2 separate regions of the Sus scrofa genome follow, and region 1 is linked to region 2. The links are chromatin contacts, called in public HiChIP or PLAC-seq maps. All regions are on one chromosome and are shown on one strand. Each heading gives the region's core, a stretch centred on a gene start, on an enhancer-like site or on the middle of the called end of the contact. The rest is flanking DNA. Distances are from core to core; before and after follow the strand shown.

Region 1 (5,519 bases), core at 1,698-4,197, 370 kb before region 2:
GGGTAACCTAAGGCCAAACTGTTCCTATACTGGCTGCATCTTCTGTTAAAATAAGCCTGATGGTCATTTTTGAGAGGACGCATGGGCCTATTTGACTAGCTGCCCAGGGGCTGAACCTGATGGGTAAAGCTCTGGGGTGGCTGAATTCCTGCTCCCTTCCTGGGATGGGACCTCCATGCTTTGTAAAGAGGGACACTGAGGTCCCAATGTGAGTATTTGTCTTGTCAGTGAGGCCTTCTTTGATTGTCATTTTTTTTTTCAGGGCCACACCCATGGCATATGGAGGTTCACAGGCTAGAGGTCAAATTGGAACTGTAGCCGCCAGCTTATACCACAGCCACAGCAATGTGGGATCCAAGCCGTGTGTGTGAACCACACCATACCTCACTGCAATGCTGGATCCCTAACCCACTTAGCGATGCCAGGGTTTGAACCTGCGTCCTCATGGATACTAGTCATTCATTTCCGCTGAGCCACTCCATGTCTTTTTTTTTTTTAATGAAAACAGTGCTGTTATTGAGTTACTTTTTTAAAAAGAATAACTTTAATAATTCTAAAGCCATTTATTGAGTATTTACTAAGTGCCAGCCACAATAAATACCTGTTCTCATTTAATCCCAGCAGCCCTGTGAGGTACTATTACTATCCCCACTTGCAGGGGATCATCAGAAAAAGGAAGCCGCCTGCCCAAATTCACAGTTAGTAAAGTGGAACCCAAATTTGAAGCCAGGTGGTTGGGCTCAGAGCCCGAGTTTCTAATAATTTCTCAGATTACCCCTCACTAATGTTCCTGGCTTGTAATTGTCCACCTGGGTCTGAATGCAGCCACCTCACCAGACTTCACAGCCTTCCAAGTTAGGGCCCAAATTAGCTGCATTTTAGAGCAAAGGGCCTGGAACAGAAGCAGGCTCTGGGAACCTGGTGAGCAGAAGGATGCATGCACAGATGAATGAATTAGTGCCCATGAGGCTCCACTCACCCCAGATGAGCCACTGGCAATTGCCATTGCTTTAGTTGCCCGTACCACATGTCACAAAACCTGAAGCCTCCAGAAGCACTTTCCACTCCTACCTGCAGCCCCCTGCCTGGGCTCCATGGATCAGTGGCCCCAGCACAGCCAAAGAGAGAGCCAGAGCTGCAGCCAGAGCCCGGCCCAGGGCTTTCATCACCTTCCACACTGACTCTTACAGCCTGGATGGGTGGGAAAGACCCGGAAAGGACCTTCCACCTGGCTTGAGACCTTGCACATGTGACATTTACAGATGGGACATGGCCTTGTAGACCAGGGAGGTCCAAGAGTTGTGTCCCTGCTAAGGGAACCACCACTATTGAGAGCCTCTGGAGGCCAAGGGGGTGGTCTCTATAGACACATGGAAAACCCTGTAAATGGGTCATTAGGGATGGGGCTGACCCCCACAGGCGATGAGAGTCCCTTATAGACACAGGCCGCCATAGGCCGGTTGACCCCATAAATGGTGTCCTGCAATTATGGTCCCCAGTCACTGCAGGCCAAAATAGACTTTTTAGACCAGTGGGTCCCCAGGGGGTGAAGGGGTCTACAGCCCAGTGGGGGCCTACATAAAGGATGTGGGCCAGGCTGGGTCTGGCCTGGATGGTCCAGGAGAGACCCCTCTAGCCAAGGGCCAGGTGGGACTCAGGCCTGGAGCCCATAGACCCGATTGTCATTTTGATAATTGAGCTACCCCATGTAATTTCCAATTCCTATTTACTATACTTTTCTTCTTAATATGTACCAAGATCTGACATGCTGTAGACTTTTTTTGGCATGTGAGAATTTATTACTATCCTGCTTTTACCATCAAAACTTATGCTCTTGGTCTTTCCTTTTTGCCTTCATAAAGGCCAAAAGAGAGACACTGGCTACTTGGGCAACCTGGACTCCAGGAATGTCACCAACAGCATGACCTTGGTGACCAAATCTAGCAACCAGAACTTCATCATTTTCCTCAGTGAAGTTCAAACAACCATCATTGGGTACAAAGGCTGTAATTTTTTTGCCATTCTTGATTAGCTGAACCCTGACACACTTCCTGGTGGCAGAATTTGGCTATTTAGTTTCAACCCCTACTTTTTCAAGCACAATTCCCTTGGCATGAGAAGCACTTCTAAAAGGATTGGCCTTCAAGGCTGTGCCCAAATGAACTTTCTTATACTGTTTATTGTGCCACTTACGGTCCTGTCAGTGGCTATGAAGCTTCCTGGCAGTATGAAGACCGTGACACTTGCCCATCCTGCCAGCGCCACGGGCCTGAGCAAAAGTGATACTTTTGCTTACTATCTTCACCATACTGCCCTCTTCAACAAAATGTAAGTCTTTCGAGAGATGTATTTTTCTGTTTTGGTCGATTTTAATCACTATTGCTACTGGATACCCAACTTCTAGAACAGGGCCTGGTGTCTCTGAAAAAATGGATGAAATCATATTCCTTGGCTCCATTTGTTAAATGGGAGACCCTCAAAGAATTTTCTTTACTTCCTTGGGTGGATGATTCAGCAGATCAAAGACAAAGTCTCATCACTTCCTGATATTATCTGAGAGCTCTTTCTGGTTGCACTTCCAGTTTTCTCTCCCATGCAAAAACCTTTGGTTTTGCTAAAACTCAGCTTGCTTCTTCTTCCTGAATCTTTTCATTGATGATTATTGGCACATACATTATTTTATTTTATTTTTATATGCCAAACGAGGTAAATGATGCTTTATGTATGTCGCTTCAAGATATCCTGCCCTCTCTGAATCTCGAACTTAGGGCCATTCCGTTAGGAAAGACATGGCAGCCTAATTGGCTTCAGGGGTTGAGGCTAACAGGAAATGACAAATCCCCCTTCCCTCAGAGTAATATTTTCTGGATTAACATTACTCCCAGAAGATAAACACTGGTGTCTAAGGACTTCACAGGAGCCCACAAGGCTTCCACTTCACCCCTGCAGTTACAGGGACCTAACACTAGGGGCGGTGCTGCTCATACCAGTCTCAGCTCATTCTGCCATCGCCACCTTGGAGACTTATGATTCGAAACAACTGTGTTCCCCTTGGGCTAGTCTTTTTTTCCTTCTGCTCCGATTTTCTTGAACTCCCTGCCTTCCAAAATTTTAATCACTCTTTCACTGCCCATAGTTTCCCCTCTAGCCATAGTAGATGGAGCATCTTCTCTAGTCCAACCAATGAAGGGTTGAATTACTGCCAAACTTGTCTCCAGCCTAAACTCCTCCTTACTTTAAATCTGCACTTGCGACCCTGTGGCCTGAGATACCTCTCATGATAGTTCTATTCTGAAACAAGCTCGTTATCTAAATTCTTTAGGCAGCTCACTCAGGGGAAAGGCAACAAGAAAAACTTCCTGAGTGGTTTTTTTTTCTTTTCTTCTCGGTCTTATTTTTAGGGCCACTCCTGGGGCATATGTAAGTTCCCAGGCTAGGTGTCGAATCTGAGCTGCAGCTGTCAGCCACAGCAGCCGAAACACTGGATCAGACCTGCCTCTGCAACCTACGCCACAGGTCTCAGCAAGAACGTGGGCTCCTTAACCGCCTGAGGGAAGTCAGGTGTAAAACTTATGTCCTCGTGGATACTAGTCAGGTTCATTACCGCTGAGCCACTGAGGGGAACTTCACTGAATGTTGTTTCTTAAAAATAATCAGCCTAAATTAATCCTTGCCGCAAAGATACATTATGGGCTGGCAGATTTTGCTCCCTTGCAATAACATGCACACTTTGTATATACATGGGAGATACTCAGAAAAACTGAGTAAAAAAATCCCTGAAATGGCCTAAACTGCTACATTAAATACTATTTTCAGCTAAAGACAAAAATACGTTGGAGGTTGGGGAGGCCAGTTATAGGAGGTTATCAGGAAAAACATAATGAGCAAGGGTAAGGTTCATATGCAGATTTAAGGTGGGTAACTTCTCCCTTAATGAGTGTTTCTCTTCCTGGTACACAGAGAGAGAGGAGACACTCTTACAAATTGAGGCCTCCCTTATAAATGCAAAGTTCTCATCAAAGAGTAAATTCTACTGTTTTTAAAGTATCTCATGCGTCTGTGTTTTTTTTTTCCTCTCTTAACAAAAATCAACTTAAAATAATCTTTATACCAAACAGGTGTGTTTTGGGGTGGCATATTCTGCTATACCGTCACTTGACTGTGGAAAAATCTACTTCTAAGCTCACTCAGTTTGTTGGCAGAATTCCTGCAGCATTAGGGCTGAAGGCACAGGCTATTTGCTGGTTGTTAGCTGGCAGTATTTTTCAGTTCCTAGGGGCTACCTGCACTTCTTAGAGGTGCCTGAAGTTCCTTGCCAAGTGGGCTTCCCTCCTTGACCGTTTACATCATGGAGCCAGCAAGGATACTCTGTAGAGTGGGACTACTAGCAAGACCGAGTCATGTATAGTTCAGTATAATCACAGGAATGGTCCAATCAGCTTTGCCATAGTCTATGAATTAGAAGTAAGTCATAGGTCCAACTCACACCCAAGGGGAGGACATAGGCAAAAACTGAACACCAGGATGTGGGGCTCATGTCAAAATAATTATGCTGAATGGAAGGAGCCAATTAAAATAAAGTACACAGTGAATTGTATTTGTACAAAACTGTAGAGGATACAAGCTATACTTTAGAAAATGCGAAGTGTGGATCAGTTGTCCCATGAGGATGGGGGTCAGAGAGGGGAGGAGGAAAGAATTGCAAAAGGGTACAATGAAACTTTAAGGATGATAAGGTCACTATCTTGATTGGGGTCATGGTTTCATGTGTAAACACATGTCCAAACTCATTAAAATGTACTCTTTAAATACATGCAGTTCATCATATGCTAATTATTTATACTTTAATAAAGATGCTTTTAAAAATAGAAGTAACATTCAATCCTGCAGTCATATTAAAATATATTAGGAAAAAAATGCCATATAGCTTTTGGAAATTAGTTATGAAAAGTCTGCAGTTAAGGAACAAGAAGTTGAAATCACAAGTGGAAATGATGCCTGCAAATTGCTCCCAGGAGAACTTGTCTAGGGTCTACTCTGGCTTATAAGAGTCTCTTTCTCTTTCTCTCTCTCTCTTTTTTCATTTTAGGGCCGAATTCTCAGCATATGGAAGTTCTCAGGCTAGAGGGTCGAGTTGGAGCTGCAGCTGCCAGCCTATACCACAGCTCACAGCAATCAATGCCAGATCCCGGTCCACTGAACAAGGCCAGGGATCCAACCTGAATCCTCATGGATGCTAGTCGGATTTGTTTCCACTGTGCCACTACAGGAACTCCCAAGAGTCTCATCTTATGCATAGTCAACGATGTCTGCTTCCTAGCAGGCCAAGAACATTAACAAAAAATATGAGTACCTCAGGGAAAGAGGATACCCATTCTGTTTGGAGAACTTTAGCAGTGATGTGGTAGAATGAAGAATATGTATGTAGTGTCTATTATTACAAAGAAACATTTCAATCTCAGAATGGGGTAAACTATTGCTTTATTGTTTCCTTATGATCAATTTTCAATCCATTTTTT
Region 2 (5,245 bases), core at 1,774-4,273:
ATTCTCCACACAACAGCCAGAGTTCTTAAAAATTTCAAGCGTCTCCCATGACACAGTAAGAATCTGAGTGCCTTCGTTTGGTCTATAAGCTCCAACATGTTTAGCGACGTGTTTAATCCTCAGACTCATCTCTGACTACTTTACTTTTGCTTATTAATCTCCTAGCACAAAGGCCTTCCTTTCCTTGAGCACAAACTACTCCTTGCCCTGGAGTGGCTTTATTTATTTATTATTTATTTATTTTTTAATACCAACAGTTCCCTCGCCCTGGAACTTTTATTCCTTGGATTGTGGTTCCCTTATTTAAAGAATCACTCAGTTACTGTCACAGCATCTGTTTTTATTTCGAATAATTTCATAGCACTCAGAACTCTCTATTTGAAATTTTCTTAGTGGCTTATTAATTGTTGATTATCTCCCTTCTCCCACTAGATATTAGCCCCAAGGGGAACTCTTGTCAGTCTCATTCATCTGTAACATAATGTCTCATAGTGAGGAAATCCAATCAAGATTTGAGAAAATACTGAATGGAATCACTTCAACTGCTGATTTGTTTATTGTATCTGCTCCATTTTTGCTGCCAGTTCTTGCCTTTATCATCTTTCATCGCTGCCATTTCTCTTCAATCCAGCTAATCTCTTGCCATAGAGCTATCTTCCTAACACAGCCAATGATGTCTCTACCTGCTTAGAAGCTTTCTATAACTTTTTGTCATCTGCATCATAAATCTAAACTTGATTGACATCCACACCCTTCATCATCTTATAACTCAATCTCATCTTTGTTACCCGGAAAGCTCCATGTGGGAGGGGCTTTCGCTTAGCTTGTTCTTCACCATATATTAGTTGTTCTCAGTGTCAAACCAGATAAGCAGCGTCTGTATCTCCTGGCAACTTTTTGCCAATAAGCCAAGTTCTCAGATCTTCCCCCAGTCAATGAAACTGAAACTGGGAGTGGAACAAGTAATCTGTCCTTTGACAAGCTTTCTGGGTGCTTGTGATGCACACTCAAGTTTGCTTTATATCCTCAGTACATAATTTGATTCTTGGCACTTAACTGAATGAACCTGATGGACACTCTTTGGGTTTACCTGGAAGGCCCTCATATCAGGCAGTGTGGATGCTTTCCCAAAGCCATTTCATAATGATTAAGCTGAAATCGGAGTTTTTGATCAATAAACTTTATTTGTATGCTGGGCATAGGTGTATTTCAGGAAAACTCCGAAGACCTGGAGGGTGGAATAGCTCACAGTTTAAAACTGTTGGGGGAGGAGTTTCCACTGTAGCGCAACATGATTGGCGGCATCTTTAGACCGCTGGGGTGCAGGTTCCATTCCCTGCCAGGCACAGTGTGTTAAGAAACCCTCCTTGTCTCAGTTGTGGCTTAGGTCATGTTTGTGGCTCTGATCCGATCCCTGGCCAGAGAACTCCATATGCCGCAGGATGGCCAAAATAAAATAAAATAAAAAAATAAATAAGACCGTTGGGGAGAGGGACTTCCAAACCAGAAAGGAGAGTTAGGTGAGGGCCAGACCTTGCAGGGCTTGTAGCCACAGCCGATTTTTTTCTTTCTTGCTTGCTTCTTAAACCTGTAACCACTGGCATAGTTCCCAGCCTCGGGTCGAATCGCAGCTGCTACAGATGCCGGCCTACACCAGGGCTCACCACAACGCTGGATCCTTAACCCACTGAGCAGAGCCAGGGATCAAACCCGAGTCCTCATGGATACTAATCGAGTTCATAACCCTGATAAGCCACAAGGGGAACTCCCTATAGCAGATTTCAGATTTTATCAAGTTTGGGGGGAGGGGGGGAATCATCCAAAGGCTGTGAAGCACATAAACAGAACAGGAAAGCTGGAGGAAGAATAAGGCCCTGGTCTAGGAAGGGAGCTTGACAGTGATAGGGGCTAATAGGAGGCTGCAGATTATTTTATGTGACCACAATATTAAAACTGTTTATTCTGAACATAGAATTCTGTGAATTTTGCAGGTCCGCTTTGTAAAACGAGTCAGGGAAGTAGGGAGAAGATTGTATATTTAGAAAAAGTCCAATGATGAGAGCCTTTTAAAAATTTAGTTGACTTGAAAGACCTAGGTAAAAAAGGGCTTAAAAGAGTGAGAAAAGGAATTCCACCCAAAAGAACTTGGGCGCGGTCCTGCAGCATCACAGAGGATGTAGTTTTTAGAGAGCAGGATTTCAAAATCTAACTATGGCTTCTCAAATACTATAGGGAGGCGCTTTACATAAAACGGAAAACCAGACTTCACAAAGCGCCGCTATTTGCACAGAGAGCACCCTGTACAAATTTTAAAGGTAATCTAGAGTTCCAAAGGTTGGGGTTAAACCTAGGCAGTTACTAGCTCCCACTTGCTAAAGTTTCTGGAGTCCTGTACACAGGACGGTTGTCCATAACCACAACAGTTAAGTAGATGTACCACAAAAACAGTTAACTTTCAAAGTGTTTCCTAAAGTACCACCTTCACACGAGTTAAATGCAGTTTCTAGGAACTAAAAAGTCCTAGTGAACAACTCAGATTGTGAAAACGTGAGGTGGCTCTGAAAAGAGCCTTTGGGTTTGACAGTGCCTAGAAATAAATTTACTTGGAGCTGGTGTACTTGGTAACGGCCTTGGTGCCCTCAGACACGGCGTGCTTGGCCAACTCCCCGGGCAGCAGCAGCCGCACGGCCGTCTGGATCTCCCGGGACGTGATGGTCGACGCTTGTTGTAATGCGCCAGCCGCGAGGCCTCACCCGCGATGCGCTCGAAGATGTCGTTGACGAAGGAGTTCATGATGCCCATGGCCTTGGACGAGATGCCGGTGTCGGGGTGGACCTGCTTCAGCACCTTGTACACGTACACGGAGTAGCTCTCCTTGCGGCTGCGCTTGCGCTTCTTGCCATCTTTTTTCTGCGCCTTGGTCACGGCTTTCTTGGAGCCCTTCTTCGGGGCTGGAGCAGATTTCGTTGGTTCAGGCATTTTACCTGCCCTTTCTCTGAAGAGAAAAGAAAATGGTGGCTGTGCTGCTGGATCCTGCCTATTTGTAGACAGATTTATGCAAATGAAGACTTGGTTTCCAAACTGCTGATTCGTTCGTTTGTCACAGGCTGCATGCAAACGAGCTACTCTCCCATTGGTCTCCTGAGTCAATTTTCCACCAATCAAGCCAGCTTCTTTAATCTTATCACTGTTTTATAACAATTCCGTTTAGTTTGTCAGTTTTAAAAAATATGACTTTCCAGAGCTTTGACTTGCAAAGGAAGCAAAGCTAGTTGCCCGAGTACCTCTCCGACTTCTAAACCTCCTTTTCAGGTCCTGGAAAAGCTCTGTCTTTACATTTGAATCTAATAGGGAAAGGAAAAATAGAGAATAGGCGATCTGCGGTGGTACAGAAAATACCAAAGACAGCGTTTCCCACAGCACACAAAACACACAAATATAGCAGGAAATAAAATTACATAAATAAAATTACATCCCTTGAAGGGAGATAAGAATAGAATTTCGTGACCCACATGTCCTTCATAACGGAGGATCAAATCACTCCTTTTAACTGCAAGCGCGGATAAGAAAGTTCTTCATTCTACCTACTGAAAAGAATTAAAAAAATAAAAGAATAAAAGTTAGCAGGTTGGCCTTTAACACTTTTACTTTAATTTTATTATCACCACCATCATCTTTGGCTGAAACTGGCTTCTGAGCAGATAATTCTGCCATTACCATTGTTCTCCGGTGGCTGTTGGTGAGAATGTTGAACGCTAACCACCTGATGTAGGTCCTCAGATCTTTGTCCCTTTTGGAGAAAGAATTTGACAAAGAGACTGAAGGTAGTGAGGTAATTATTTAAAGAGAGAAGAGAGAGAAGAAGGTGCATAGAAAATACAAAAACAGGCGGGGTGGGGTGGGGAGGGAGAAAGGGAGATATAAAGACAGACAGAGAAAGAAGCAAGAGAGGAAGAGAGCAACATGTCCTTGCGAGGCCTTTTAAATCATTTAGGGTGGAGGTGGAGGGGATTTTCCGGTCCTGGCTCAGTGGAATCGACTCTGCTTAGAATCCCTGAGGACACAGGTTCCATCCCTCGCCCCAGTGGCTTAAGGATCTGGTGTTACCATGAGCTGAGGCCTTCTACTGGACAATGCTCTTGCTTCCTCTGGCTTTGGCAGGATGGATTTAACACAAGGTTCTCGGAGAAGTTGTCAGGAGGTACTGTGGTCTGGTCCCTCCTTTCTCAGACCCCTGAGGAACCTTTCTGCTAGTGTATCTTTGATCTCAAGAATGAGAAATACTCTCTCTCTTTTATCCTAGCAGGATACATCTTTTATCTTGAAGTTATCTCCACAGGGAACAGATTACATTTGCTCAGCCTGGGATCCATCTATCTCCTGCGCAGCCATTTTTCCTTTCTGCAGAGAAGTGTCCTCCCTGAAGCTGACTTTATCCCTAACCCTTCCCAGGCTTCCCGCGTGTGCAGTAAATCCAGAGCAGGAAGCTGCATGTAGCAGGCAAGCAACCAACAAGGGCACACTCCTGTGCTTACTCAATCTTATCTTTCTTTTTCACAAAATAGTTAATTGGTTTCTCTCACTTCCGTATTGAGGAGAATTCAACTTCTTGATTTCTTCCTTATTCCCAGTTTAGCCAGTGTAGCAATGTGCTGAATAAAGCCAACATACTTTATTTGCATTCATTTAATTAATCATAGACCCCTACCTGATTATTTCTTTTCTTTTTCCATTAAAAAAAAAAAAAGTAAACAAGAGTGTTAGGTTCACCTCAGGAAAAAAAGAAAAACGAAACCTGACTCCAAGCTCTCGCCCTGCTCTGGAGAAACGTAACTAAGACAGGACTAAGTCATCCCCCAAATCATGTGACTCAATCTTAAAAACTACCTCACCCAGGAGAGTGTCTAAACCTCTGCTCATATCCCACTAACAAGTCTCCCAAGCTGATTGGTCTGTTCCTCTTTTCACCCTATTTACATAGTTTGTTGAAAGTACACAGATTGGTCTCTTCCTTTTCACCCTATTTTAACATAAGAAATGGCCAATCAGCTTCTGCACAGAAACCTCCTTTCTTGGCACTCACGTCTGATCTCCCTCCCCCAACAGGCTGACTGCTGACCTCCTTTGTGAATCAGCCCGGTAGTATACCCTGCAAATAAAGTCTTTTATGCCTGATCTCGGGTCTTGTCCTTTCGGCCGCCCTTACAAAGAGAACCTGGGACAACGTGTCTTTCCCCAGATCCAA

What was found. HiChIP or PLAC-seq counts read pairs in DNA pulled down with a chosen protein or histone mark.
Region 1: a contact with region 2 is called in an H3K27ac HiChIP or PLAC-seq map of alveolar macrophages. The contact joins the enhancer-like site here to the promoter of LOC100156127 in region 2. A contact is called at or near these places in 2 of 5 promoter capture datasets (fetal liver and liver), 3 of 47 Hi-C or Micro-C datasets (blood, fibroblasts and subcutaneous adipose tissue) and 1 of 2 datasets of contacts at active chromatin or transcription factors (alveolar macrophages).

Annotation. Positions count from the first base shown.
Region 1 is chr7:21,208,184-21,213,702 of Sscrofa11.1, reverse strand. It overlaps the pseudogene LOC110261662. Among named protein-coding and RNA genes, the nearest start is that of TRNAS-GCU, 3.9 kb to the right of the region's middle. Within about 2 kb of position 2,947, at least 3 of the 83 cell types and tissues checked have an H3K27ac peak or open chromatin away from gene starts, as enhancers often do. A contact at or near this core is called in alveolar macrophages, where this site is marked.
Region 2 is chr7:20,839,963-20,845,207 of Sscrofa11.1, reverse strand. LOC100156127 (histone H2B type 1-M) reads right to left here and starts at 3,023. Exons shown (of 2, transcript XM_001927939.5): 1 at 2,721-3,023; 2 at 2,549-2,718. The coding sequence starts at 2,979. The coding sequence ends at 2,600.